2 separate regions of the Oryctolagus cuniculus genome follow, and region 1 is linked to region 2. Evidence: chromatin contacts called from public Hi-C data. All regions are on one chromosome and are shown on one strand. Each heading gives the region's core, a stretch centred on a gene start, on an enhancer-like site or on the middle of the called end of the contact. The rest is flanking DNA. Distances are from core to core; before and after follow the strand shown.

Evidence for each region. A called contact is a pair of places that touch in the nucleus more often than the background predicts.
Region 1: a contact with region 2 is called in a Hi-C map of an unstated tissue, with 15 times the contacts expected there. The contact joins the enhancer-like site here to the promoter of C10H3orf49 in region 2. A contact is called at or near these places in 2 of 6 Hi-C or Micro-C datasets (ear pinna and an unstated tissue).

Annotation. Positions count from the first base shown.
Region 1 is chr10:86,432,007-86,435,995 of mOryCun1.1, reverse strand. The region is part of intron 2 of SYNPR (synaptoporin); the gene reads left to right. Among named protein-coding and RNA genes, the nearest start is that of SYNPR, 78 kb to the left of the region's middle. Within about 2 kb of position 2,390, at least 1 of the 8 cell types and tissues checked has an H3K27ac peak or open chromatin away from gene starts, as enhancers often do.
Region 2 is chr10:85,890,554-85,894,552 of mOryCun1.1, reverse strand. It overlaps C10H3orf49 (chromosome 10 C3orf49 homolog), which reads left to right and starts at 2,542. Exons shown (of 4, transcript XM_008260876.4): 1 at 2,542-2,815. The coding sequence starts at 2,679.

The DNA.
Region 1 (3,989 bases), core at 1,141-3,640, 540 kb before region 2:
CCTCGATGCAGACACCTAGGTCAGAAGCAGACAAGGGCCTGGGGTCTTGAACAACTTCAAGGGAAAATGCTGATAATGAAAACATGTGTTCAAGATTTCTAATTTTATTTTGCACCAAAATAAAGTGAATGTTTAATTCCACTTTTCTCTGAACTTGAAGTTCTTTGATCTGTGCATGAGAGAAGGACAGAGGGACTGTAGCAAACGGTGGCATCCTTGCTCTGGTGATTCAGTCTAAGCAGTAATGAATGGGTTAAGCAATGCCTGCTGCTTGAGTCTGCCCCACAGCCTGCAGTCCCTTTATGCTGACCTCTTGTGTGTGACCAAGGAGGACTTTGAACCCAGTGAAATTCCTTGTGGGTTGTAGCCTCGTTCTCTTGACTGTTTACTTCTTATCAGAGGCCATATTTCATTATTACATTTTTTCCTGCTTAATTCTTTTTGTTTCTTAGACTGACCTAAAGTAGTTGTTCATAACCTTCATTGCTTGTACTGGAAGATATATACTCAGGGTCTCAAAGGCCAGATTCTGAGTGATCTGCCTAATTGATTGTGTGAATTAAACCCAAGAACTGATAAACACCATGAATACGGCTCTTTTCTTTGTTGTAGGTCTTGCTGTTTTCATCTGCTTACTTCATCTGGTTTCAGGGGTAATGGAATACTTGACACTCCATGCCTAATGGGTTTGACAGTTTGAGTTCAAGTTGCAATACTGCATACATCCAGTAGAGGGCATGTGTGCTTTTCAAATCGAGTGTGAACCAGCTGTGGGGGGGGAATCATTGAAGCTTGCTATGCTTTATTCCCTAATGTTTCTGAGAAGCATGAATTCCTGTTTTTTTGTTGTTTGAAGGAAACTGAAGTCAAGATTTCCTTAGATGAGGAAATACAAAGTTAAAACAGGAGTTCATTTTTCTTAAGCACCCAGTAGAGATCAAAGCGTGGACAGTGCAAATAATAATGCTGAAAATATTATGAGATGAGAAATTCCTAAAGGTGAATGTGACATTTGATTCTACTAACTGCAGACTATTTTAAGCTCAATAGTACACATAGGATAATATTCCATCAGTATTTAATATTCATAGATTCTTTTTATTCAGTAATATTTGCTAATATACTGCTATGGCAGACCGGTGTTGTGGTGCAGTGGGTTAAATTGCTGCTTGCAAGGCTATCATTCCATATCACAGTGCCAGTTTGGGTGCTAGATCCTCAATTTATGATGCAGCTCCCTAATAATGTACCTGGGAAAGCAGTAGGGGTGGCTCAAATATAGGAAGACCTTGGAGGGACTTCCAGGATAAGAAACATCAAGTGAAAAGGTCCTGAGGGTAGAAACCGAAAGCATTCAGGAAAAGATGGAGTACAGTGAGTGTTGATGGGAGAGTAACCTACAAAGTGGCCAAAGAAATGAGCAGATGCTAATCACCAAGGCTTGCAGGCTTTGGAGCTACTGTTTTGTCCCATACAGTTGTAGGGTTGCAGTGTTGGAAGGAACTTCCTCCAGTTGTTCTCAAAGCACATGAAGAAGGAGCTTGCCAGAAAATCTATAAGGAGGTCAAGGGTGAAGTCCTTGGATCCACATCTTGTAGCTCAGGTGGTTTCCATGCAAATAGAACGTTGGGCTATATTTTGAGAATATAATGGTTTATCTTTTAGGACTCCATTGATGCACCCAAGAGAATTCAGGTCCACCTAACTGAAGGATATAGAGAATTTATTGCACAGCAGCTGGAGAACAGAGCAAAGAACCATTGATCAACAAGGCACAGAGATGCTCTAGGCATCTAGATTTGACAAAGGAGTACCTTTCCCTCCCCCTTTTTCAGATTTAATTTTTAATTGGAAAATAAAAATGATCTGTCTGTATAATGGAGAATCTCTTCAGGCCACTGCAACCTAAAAATCTACTCCAGCCTTGGTTCTCTGCTTCTCAGGGCAGAATGTTCACTCCTTCACTAGGACCTGATTACTTTTCCTCTACTAAGCGCCAGGCAGCGTACTGGTCCCTGGGGCACAGTGATCAACATGAGAGGTCTGCGTCACTGGCCCTCTGTAAGTATCTTCCGTCCTCTGCATTCGTTCATTCGTTTACTGAGAAAGCATCTTAAGCATTTGTTGTATGTAAGAGGATGTGGATGAAATGGAAATGGATACACAGCCATCCTCGGGAAATGTATGCGCTGTTAAAAGCACAGAAGGAGCTGGTATGGGAATTCAGAGGAGGATGAGTTTGGCATTGACCCAGAGAGGGCTGAAGTGTCTCCCCAGGGAGGAGCTGGATCACCCTTAGTCATCCTCTTCTTCCGAGACGGACACCTGGTGAGGCTGCCTGAGCTGCTGCCTCAGTTAGAACCCCCACCTTTGACTTTGTGGCTCCTGTTTTCAGCAGCATATCCTGCTGCTACTTGACATTCATGATAGATTACCCTAGGCTTGGCCCACGCAGTCCTGAAATGGAGATTTGGGCATTAGCCAGGAGTTGGATCATGATGCGAACAGATCAGTTGGGTGAATCACGTCCTTAGCAGTGACGCCCCTGGCCTGACTCACTGATGACTCCAATCCCCCTCATTTTAGCCCTGCTTCATAAAACTTAAGTTTCACACCACATCCAACTGGGCGAATGAGACACATCGCTAAAAGCAACAGTGTGGTAATATCACAGGAGTCCATGCACAGGCTTTTTCTTAGGAAGAGACCGAATACCTGTGACAACTTTAATGTCCAAAAATAGAAGACTGTGCATTCCTTGTTTTAAATTTCTTTGCTCTTCATGCTTTGTGTTACTTTAGTAAAATCAGTGGATGCTTTAAATGTGAATTTACAGCTTTCTTATGTGGCTCTGTGTCTGAAATGTAAAAATGCAGATGCTCAAGTCAAGCTGTCTGGGTACAAATCTCAAGTCTGACACTTGGCTGTAAGAAAAGGCGGCAGAACCTCTCAGTGTCTAAGTTTCCTCATCTGTAAAATGAATATTAATGAGGATAATGGTCTCCTCAGATGCATCAGCTGGTAGTTGCTACAACAATGCTGTACAAGATAAACTAAAAGCCCAAGGACTGAAGCCATGACTGTTTGCTACTGTGTACCAATAAGGGGCAGCTAGATTTCAATGGTCAAGCTGAGCTGAGCTGTGTCTGCTCCATTCTGCAAATTTCTGTTGCTTTACATGTCTCTCATCGTCATCTCATAGTAGCCAGTATGCTCTTCTCATGGTAACAGAAAAGGCACCAACAGGTAGAGGCACACAAGGCTTCCTAAGATACAGGCTCAAAAGTAGCACACCATTTTTTCCTGCCTTGTGCTGTTCACTGAAGCAAGTGACATGGTCAAACCCAAAGTCAAAGGGAGAGAAATACACTCTTCCCTTTTACAAAGAGGAGCTGTAACACTACGTGATAAAAGAAACAGATAAAGGGAGGAGTACGGAATTTAGACAAACAATGATGCAACAGAGAAGGGTATCATGAGAATGAAATGTGCTAATATGTGGGTGGGTATTTGGTCTAGCAGTTGATTCCCGTTACTATGCCCACATCCCATATTGAAGCGCTAAGGTTCAAGTCCAGCCTTCTCTACTTCTGGTCCAGCTTCTTGATAATGTGTGTTGTGGGAGGCAGCAGGTATTGACTGAATTACTTGGGTCCCTGCCACTCATGTGGGAGACTGGGATTGAGTTCCTGGCCCCTCACTTTGGCCTTCCTTTGCCCTGATACTAACAAATAAGTCACTTTAGAAATAGAAAGAGAATGAGTTTCTCAATAGATCAAGGTAAAGAAAACCATAAAATCAGTAGATGTAAGCAGTGCTGAAGTCAAGCATTCCAGTGTAGAGGTAGGCAGACTGATTCTAGAAACAAAATAATGGGTTGCCATCTTGCTACGTTTTGGCTAGAAGTTATATGAGACATTTAACTTCTCTAAACCTTTTATTACTGAAAATTGGGAGGATCCCTCATGAGTTATTGTGACATTAAAATG
Region 2 (3,999 bases), core at 1,293-3,792:
TCATCAGCCCCTGTATAGACTGTTGAAGAACAGTGCTCTTAGTATTTTTTACTTCGTTCATTCTTTTTTTCTTTTTCTTTCTCAGATAAAACAGGAGAGGGAGCAGGAAGTGGGGGGAGCATGGGTGGAAGAGTGGGTAAGGTGGGAAGAATTACTATGTCCTTAATGTTACATTTATGAGATACATACAAATTTTAAAAATTAAAATTAAAAGTTAAAAAACTAAGTTCATTTTGGTGCAAAAATTTTTGAAATCCATCATACTTTTTTCGTAATACATGTTTCAATGAACTCTTTGAAAACCCCTCATATACATGGATTCCAATTATTTTTGGCACCAAAATAAACTTTTGTTTTATTTTACACAAAATTTTTTTTAATTTATTTATCTAAAAGTCAGATTTAGAGAGAGAGAGAGGGAGAGACAGAGAGAAAGAGATCTTATATCTGCTGATTTGCTCCCTAGGTGGCTGCAACAGCCAGGGCTGGGCCAGGCCAAAACCAGCAGTCAGGAGCCAGAAACTTCTTCCAGATGTCCCACATGTGTGACAGGGGCCCAAGCATTCTCCACTGCTTTTCCCAGGCCATTAGCATCTAGATGAACTGGAAGTGGAGCAGCCAGGACAGGAACCCCATATGGGATGCCAGCATTGCAAGTGTAGTCTTTACCTGCTACACCAGAATGCTGGCCACTCCACAAACTTTTTGAAATACCCTTGTGTTGTCACAGAAGCCAAAGAAGTAAACATTAAGCCTGTTACATCCACTCCATACACACATACACACATGGGCATGTACAAACATAGGCACATTTTGCATGAATAGAACACATCTCTCTTATACCAATGTACAACAAATCCCATTTTTCCAGACATTTGACTGAATACAGCAGAATGAAGATAGCAAGACCATTAATTACATGAAAAGATTGGCCTGTAGTTCAAGAAAATGCACATACATTCATTCAAGCACCTGGGGATTCCATCAGGAAAGGAAAACAGACCAGGTAGAAACACGTGCCCATTTGCCAAGCAAGTGTGCTGTGCTTCTGTACTTCTCTCTCTCTCTCTCTCTCTCTCTTTTTTTTTTTTTTTTTTTTGGACAGGCAGATTGGACAGTGAGACAGAGAGATAGAGAGAAAGGTCTTCCTTTGCCATTGGTTCACCCTCCAATGGCCGCCAGGGCCCACGCACTGCGCTGATCCGAAGGCAGGAGCCAGGTACTTCTCCTGGTCTCCCATGGGGTGCAGGGCCCAAGCACTTGGGCCATCCTCCACTGCACTCCCTGGCCACAGCAGAGAGCTGGCCTGGAAGAGGGGCAACCGGGACAGAATCCGGTGCCCCGACTGGGACTAGAACCCGGTGTGCCGGTGCTGCAAAGTGGAGGATTAGCCTATTGAGCCGCAGCGCCGGCCTCATACTTCTCAAAATGTGGGACAGGGGGACAGGGGACCTTCTGCACCCCATCTCCCGTTGTACTCCCTAAAAGTAGATTCCTGGGCCACATTTCTAGATAAGACAAAACTTCCGACTCTCATCCTAAAACTATGAATTTGATGCTAAAATTATGGCTTCAGCCCAAGTAATAGTTTCTGCTTACAGACAGTTTGAGTAAATTGACTAAAGCCACTCAACTGGCTGGAATGAGAACGCAGGTGCAATTCTCAAACCCACCCTCTTCACCACTCATTCTAGAGCATTTTAAAGCTCTGTCTCCAAGTCTGCAAGAGATAAGAGCCTCACTCCAAAAACTGCGGGCTGTGGGCCAGCACTGTCAGCTTCCTCTGGGAGTTTGTTAGACTTGCAAAACGAAAATTCTTAGATCTCACCCCCGCTGTGCTATACTGAATCTGCCTTTTCTCAAGATTCTCGTCTAATTCATTGAACGTGCACAATCCTGAGTATAGACTAATGCAAACCCAGAAAGCACAGTGATTCTTATATCTCCCAACACCTTTCTGGAGTTTTCCTTGTTAACAGTTCAGTTCTTTCAAATTGAACAACTGAAGTGCCAAGGAGTGATGGAAATAAACCCTAGTGTCTGCTGCCACCTTGTGGGCAGAAGTTCCATCCTTGGCTGTATTTGCTCTTTACGTGAAATGGGAAACTGTTGATGGGGCCAGGTGAGGCAAATATTGACCTCTTTCAGCCACGTGCTTTGCAGAAAACTGCAAAATGGAATGAGATAGCCCTTAGGGTGCATCGTGAGATGTCCAAACCACAACCGATCTTGTCATGTATGTCCCACCTGCTCTAGTCAAGAGAGGTAATGGAAGCTCAATTTTTGCAGAGCAACAAACACTGGTATCCCTAGAGACTGTCCCTTTGCAATTCAGACACGCACATCTGCAGATGCAGGTCAAATTTCATGCAATGCATGAGATTTTTTTTAATTGCCAATCCTAAAGGCAGCAGAGACACAAGCAGTCACCATTTTTTCCTTTACCTCATCTAAGAATCTATGAACTTTTCCACAGAGCGCCGTGGAATTTCCCAAGGCTCTGCCAAATGCATCATTGGTCACCTCTGCGAAGTCGTAAACAGGACAAGCCCTACTTCCTACATTCTTCACCCAGAAAAAAGCCCAACACTTGGCAGAGCCCTCAGTCTTCAGGATGATTTTCTTTTGAAATTTGTGAGCTCAGGACTTGCAGAGATCCCAGATGCCTGTGATGTGTAATGTTGAGAGCAATGGACCACCATCAGCTGTATCTCCCTGAACCCCTGAAGGTTGCCTATAGAAAAGTCAGCCCGTATGGAAGGTTCCAGCAACCCAGAAAGAAAAACGGCTCACTCAAAAGGAAGGGGATTGAAAGGTAGGTAATGGAGACTCATTCTTTTCTGTTGATTAACAGTCATTAGATTTTTTTTTTTCATGAAGCAAAATTTACTGTGGTGCTGAGAAAATGCTGTGTCTTTTCTTAAAACATTGCATCTAGAAACAAAGACTCTGTACGGATTGGGGGCAGATACCGCATTGGATCAGGAATCTTATTGTCTCTATGGAAGCCTCATTTTGTGCTCAGAAAAGTCTTCAGTGTAACAGGGAGAACTTTTCTTTTCCACCTGAACTTGAATTTTAACATAGCATGCAAGAGGGAAGAAGTGTTGTTAGTAAGCTGACAGTTCAGCATCAGAATATTAGACATTCCACACCCCATACCAACACTGTTATTTAGAAAATTCACTCAAACTCTGTCCATGATCAATGATTTCTCAGCAATTTTGTCTGCTGAAATACATACTAATCACATTGACCCATGTGCATGCTCTTTCATATAACATTTTTTTAAGATTTTATTTATTTGAGAGATAGAGTTACAGACAGTGAGAGGGAGAGACAGAGAGAAAGGTCTTCCATCCATTGGTTCACTCCCCAAATGGCCGCAATGGCCAGAGCTGTGCCGATCCAAAGCCAGAAGCCAGGAGCTTCCTCCAGGTCTCCCACGTGGGTTCAGGGGCCCAAGGACTTGGGCCATCTTCTACTGCTTTCCCAGGTCACAGTAGAAAGTTGGATTGGAAGAAGAGCAGCCGGGACTAGAACCGGCGCCCATATGGGATGCCAGCGCCACAGGCAGAGGATTAACCTACTGTGCCACAGCGCCAGCCCCTCAAATAACATTTAAACAGTAAGACCTGGTATTTCTTGCCAGTGACAGAACCATAAATAAAAGCATAAAATACTCCAAACTTAATACACTTTAATTTGGAAAGTTAAGTGTGGTTATTTATTTTCCAATTTAGTTGGGCTTCTCACTTACCAGGTACATGAACTATAGCTCAGACAGAGAGATGTGAGTTGTTTTCATGAGACCTGGATCATCCAACAGTAAACTTCTGAACTTCTGTGGACAAAATGTTTCAGAGACTCAGACTTTCAGTAGAAAATAGAAGCTCAAGAGGGAAGGAGCACAGCCCAGTAAATTCAATATCAAAGAAAAAAATCATTTTAGGAAAGGGAGAGGTTTTGGACAGGCAGAGTGGACAGTGAGAGAGAGAA